2 separate regions of the Astyanax mexicanus genome follow, and region 2 is linked to region 1. A link is a contact called in public Hi-C data. All regions are on one chromosome and are shown on one strand. Each heading gives the region's core, a stretch centred on a gene start, on an enhancer-like site or on the middle of the called end of the contact. The rest is flanking DNA. Distances are from core to core; before and after follow the strand shown.

The links. A called contact is a pair of places that touch in the nucleus more often than the background predicts.
Region 2: a contact with region 1 is called in a Hi-C map of muscle, with 16 times the contacts expected there. The contact joins the enhancer-like site here to the promoter of chd9 in region 1. A contact is called at or near these places in 3 of 3 Hi-C or Micro-C datasets (blood and muscle).

What each region holds. Positions count from the first base shown.
Region 1 is chr23:10,736,026-10,738,903 of AstMex3_surface, reverse strand. It overlaps chd9 (chromodomain helicase DNA binding protein 9), which reads right to left and starts at 1,402. Exons shown (of 39, transcript XM_049471402.1): 1 at 1,284-1,402.
Region 2 is chr23:10,817,534-10,820,411 of AstMex3_surface, reverse strand. It overlaps chd9 (chromodomain helicase DNA binding protein 9), which reads right to left. Exons shown (of 39, transcript XM_049471402.1): 16 at 1,796-2,006. Among protein-coding and RNA genes, the nearest start is that of LOC111191607, 35 kb to the left of the region's middle. Within about 2 kb of position 1,446, the one cell type or tissue checked has an H3K27ac peak away from gene starts, as active enhancers do.

The DNA.
Region 1 (2,878 bases), core at 153-2,652:
CACCGTTATTAGCCGGGGTGAGTCTCCCTCACTGGGAACTAGATAACCCTAAAGTCGCTGTTAGTTCAGAACCACGGCAGCGAGCGGCTGATTTAGCTCCTCCCTCCACTGAGACGTAAAACACAAAAATACTGCTTCTACTGCTTCTATTTACTTATTTAGACACTTTTCTTACCAGGGAATCATTGCCACCAGCTGCACGTCACGGTGTGAGTGTGTGTCTGTCTGTCTCTCTCTCTGTCTGTCTCACCGCACTGACTGACAGCCAGCCCGGTGTTCTATCGAGTTGTGCTACCCATGGATATGTGCTACTTAGCGGCTCTGCGCATGCGCAAAAACTCTGCTGTTTTCATGTGTTTTTTCCTAGAGGTGCGTAACCCAGGTCCAGGAAGTAAAAATCCACCCACGGTTTTTACAAACTGCCTGTGTGGCTCTGCTGCAGCAGTGCTATCCAGGCAGTTGCTACAAACGCCAGGGATGGATTTTTACTTTCTGGACCTGGGTTACCCACCTCTAGTTTTTCCTAATAATCTTGTAGTTTCTTTGATTTGACCAAATTGAAAGCCTCTGGAATATAATGCCATCAACCACAAGCCATTAAACCAAGCTGAACTGCTTGATTTTTTGCACCAGGAGTAAAGGCATATAGTTAACCAAAAGCAGTATGTAAGACTGGTGGAAAGGAACATGCCAAAGTGCATGAAAACTGTAATTAAAAAACAGGGTTATTCCAACAAATATTGATTTCCGAACTCTTACAACATGAAGAACATGATGAACTTATTTTCTTTGCATTGTTTGAGGTCTGAAAGCTCTGCAAGCCATTTCTCATTTTCTGCAAACAAAAACTTTAAATGGCAATATTTTTTTTTGGAATTTGGGAGAAATTTTGTCCGTAGTTTACAGAATAAAACAACAATGCTCAGTTTGCTCAAATATATTTATAAATAACAAAATCAGAAACCGATTCAGAAACTGAAATGGTATATTACTATTTCTCCAGAGCTGTAAATTATATATATACACGTTTTATAAATCACCTATATCCTAATAATACAGCGATTTATGCTATTTAAATTTAATCATAACGACACTTCTATTGAAAGCATGTTCTAATAATCTGTATTTTTACAGTTAAACATACACTAGGGTAGCACGGTTTGACAGGGTAGCAGAACTTGACAGAACACCGGCCACCTGAGTTTCAGCACTGCTCGCCCCGGCCCCCCGATTCAACTCCCCCCCGCTCCGTTTCTTTAGCCAATATAACCGCGAATACTCACCAAACTGTGGGAAAGCCCTCGGCAACGGCGCGTTAATTTAACCCGGGGCTGTAATACCGAATTTGCGCTAGTTTGAGCGGCTGTTGGCGACCTCAGCGCTTCCACCAGTGCTGACGTGATGATGATAACACGCTCATTTGCATGTGTGTGTGCGAGACGAGCCCTCTGATTGGTCAGTCGGCTCTCCTTTCACTTTGAATCTCTCAAACACCTTTTAAATTAATAAACCTGTATAACAAGTCGTTTTCCACGCGGTAAACTCCGTATTCGCCCTCCACACACTGATCCACGCGGGTTAATTCAGATTCAGGTGAATAAAAATAAATAAATACTGAGTTTTGGAAGGGATCTAACAAGATGGCCGCAGCGAACAGCAGCCAATCAGAAAGACTCCATTCACTCACACAGCGAGTAGCGCCCAGAGCGTGAACACACACACACACACACACTTAGAGCGCCTGCTGGAGCTCAGGCTGGTGTCTGACGGCCTCTGCTGGTCGCAGGCAGAACTACGGCAATAAAGTGCGTCAGTTCTATGAACAGCACCAGGTTTTGGTTCTAAACTCCCCGTTCTACCATTGGCGCAACAATGACAATATACTGCAATAAAAACGACTTATTCTGCTAACAGACTGGGAGGGTTTGGGTTATCTAACGTTTATATTAAGTGCTGCCAAAAATCTCTATGAAACGTAAAGTTACATTCTTTTTAATAAAATGACAAGATCGTGCTCTCAGTAAAAAAAAAAAAAACTTTTAAAAGAGTGGAGAAATTGTAATTGACATGCCAAGACATAAGAAGAAGAAGAAGAAGAAGAAGAAGAAGAAGAAGAAGAAGAAGAAGAAGAAGATGTTTATTTGTGATTAACTGTAATGCCGCAAATGTTGTTCTCTATAGTCTCCAAATGCTCTATAGGGTGGGCTTTGATTCATATTAGCAAATGCCCCCCCATGTCAAATCCACTCCTACGCCTTTGCGTTCTACATACAAGTTCATTTCTGTTACCTGACATAAAACAATAAGGGTTATTAAAAGGGTTATAATGAACATAAGATTACTTTGTCAAGTACTGAAATACAGAGGTACCCTTTTAGACCCTCTGTCCATTGCAGTGGATATCATAGGCATTGTTCTTTCTGGTGTATTTTTGCACTTAAAACAAATTAATACGTGTGTGACCCAATCTTCTTATATATTGTTTGTCCCCATCCATGGACCATAATTAAGGTCTGACAGGAATAAAACATTACTGTGCTAAGCAGAAGCCTAATGTCAACTTTTCTGGGCTCGGAGAAATCTGGTGCATAGAGCATTCTCTGTATTATGCATTGTGTGAAACATCAGTATTACTAATCTTTTTTGAGTTACAGTCGGTCATGGAATGGAATAGTGTGTGCCAGTACACTACTGTGATGCAGCATCAATAAAGAAAAACTACAATAAAGCTTAACAATTAATGTTTTTGTAAAAAACAGTTGTTGCAAAATAAAAAATACAATCATATTTACATTAGATGTGCAGGAAACAGATATGACCGTGACCTTCACCTTTAACCCACACCAGTAAGCACTTACAGTATGCCAGGTGTGGCAGG
Region 2 (2,878 bases), core at 197-2,696, 81 kb before region 1:
AAATAAAAAAAGTCATTCAGAGCAGAAAATGAGAAATGGCTGAAATAAAAAAAAAAAAAAAAGATGAAGAGCTTTCAGACCTCAAATAATGCAAAGAAAACAAGTTCTTATTTATAAAGTTTTCATAGAGTTCAGAAATCAATATTTGGTGAAATAACCCTGGTTTTTAATCACAGTTTTCTGACATGTTCTCCTCCACCAGTCTTACACACTGCTTTTGGATAACTTTGGATCCCACTCCTGGTACAAAACTTCAAGCAGTTACGTCTTCCATCTTCCTCCTGATTATATTCCAGATGTTTTCAGTTTATACTTAAATTAAAGAAACTCATCATTTTAAGTGGTTTCTTATTTTTTTCCAGATCCTATATGTATCAAACAGTATCTCACAAAAGTGAGTATAGCCCTCCCATTTTAGCAAATAATTTATTATATCTTAGCATGGGAAAACACTTTGATACAATGTAAAGTAGTCAGGGTACAGCCTGAATGAGTGTAATCAACCCCACAGGCATAAATACACAGCAATTAATATCTAAAACCACTGGCAACAAAATTCATTACACAGCTAAGTGAAAATGGCCAAATTGTACCCAAAGTGTCAATATTTTGCGTGACCATCATTATCTTCAGCTTTACACTGGCACTGGAATCTTCTTTCACTCCTTCATGATGACACCAGTGGAGCTGGTGGATGTTAGAGACATTGCACTTCTCCACCTTCTGGTTGAGGATGCCCCACAGATGCTCAACAGGCTTTAGGTCTATCTTTTGTTAAATATTCTAACAGTAAAAGATAAATAAGTCTTAATAAGCCTCTCTTTCATGATTTAAACAGTTCAAATAGGAACCAAAAGTACAGAGAACAAAAGCTGGGGGCCTCAGACCCTTGTGTCTACGTCTGGTTATGATTATTTTGGCCAGGTGGTTTTGAATATCACTTCAATGCGCCAAAATTAATTTGAATAAATTTGAGACAATCTCAAATCCATTTTTTGCTTTGTTGACATGTTGCTTTCTGCTAATCACCAAAATGTGCTATAAATCCTGTCCTCCAATAGAAAATGACTGGTCGCCTGCTAGTGTGAAGGCAGGGTGAGCCCAAAATGGATTTTAAAAGGAGTGTTTTATTATCTGCGTCAGAGAAATTGCCCTCAGTGGGTCTTTACTGTACTGCTGTAACCAGCTCAGTCGCAGCAATGCTTCATATGATACAGAGCAGCCTTTATCCTGGAGCTACTGTTACGCTCCATCTCCTTTACCTTTCCATTTCTCACTTTCTTACCCTGTCACTCCAGCATATCATACCTTGTTGCCCTGTCATTCCCCTTCCCCCGTATCCTCCTCTCTCTCACTCTCTCTCTCTCTCTCTCTCTGACCTACTTCAGGCTGTTTGGTGCTCTAGGCTGTTTCAGTGTCTGATGTGAGCTCTCCAGGGGGTCTGTGCCCTTCTACTGAACCATGGCTAGACCTGCCAACAGCCCTCACACACACACTGAATTTATATGGTGCTGGAACACAAGATCATAACCCACACACACATACACACGCATCCACACACACAAAGATATAGATACATTTATACACACCTGCACACTGTCACACACATACACACTCCAATTGAAATAAACAACTCTGCATTACTGCATTTCACAATTGACCTTTTTTAGAATGAGTGATGGCTCCTGTGACTGCACTTCTAAACAAATCCACCAGGAGGCACTTCACAGTTCATAATATTGAGGTCATCATTAAATTAAAGCTGCCACAGCAGCAAAGAGCACAAAGCACTCACCGTCTCTGGATGAGGTAGTCTTCCAGGATGTCGAGGCAGCGCACCATCTGGGAGAAAATGAGGACTTTGTGTCCACCGGCCTTCATTTTGGGCAGCAGCTTGTCAATGAGGACGAGTTTGCCGGCAGACTGCACCATGGCCTGCAGGTGGAAGTCTGGGGCTGAGGGGCTGCACACTTCCCGGAAGTCCTCCAGGATCTTCTCTTCTGCCCCTAAGAGATGGAGGAAAATAATGGTGTTCACAAAAAATATTGACACTTTGGGCACAATTTGACCATTTTCATTTACGGGTGTACTTAGTCTTTGTTGTTTGCGGTTCAGACATTATTGGTTGTGTAAAGTTATAGCTGTACCCTGACTACTTCTTCTATCAACATGTCATATCTTCAGTGTTGTTCCATGAAACAATGTTAAATGTTTCCAAAAATCCAAATATTAATCTTGGTGATGCTTGAAGACATTTGAATTTTGTCAATTGCTATTAATAATGGTCATACAGAGTTTTTTAAATTAAACTTAGCTGTCTTACATTAAGATAGAATGGAATAATAAGATCCTACCCACATTCAGGGTAAGAAAACCTTACCCTTTTTTTGGGAAATCAGGTTCACTCTCTACACTGCTTAGTAATTTCAGATCAGTAAGAGGAATCAACCTGAAATTTTGCATGTTGAAAAATTTGCATTGAAACTAGACAACCGTAATCAAACAAATGCTTTGAGGACATGAACTGTTTCATTTGTATTTACTATGACTTCCAGTAATTTTTTTTATCAAACAAGTTGATTTGAAGTGGGGAGGTTTTCTTACCCTGAATGTGGGTAGGATCTTATTATTCCATTCTATCTTAATGTAAGACAGCTAAGTTTAATTAAAAAAACTCTGTATGACCATTATTAATAGCAATTGACAAAATTCAAATGTCTTCAAGCATCACCAAGATTAATATTTGGATTTTTGGAAACATTTAACATTGTTTCATGGAACAACACTGAAGATATGACATGTTGATAGAAGAAGTAGTCAGGGTACAGCTATAACTTTACACAACCAATAATGTCTGAACCGCAAACAACAAAGACTA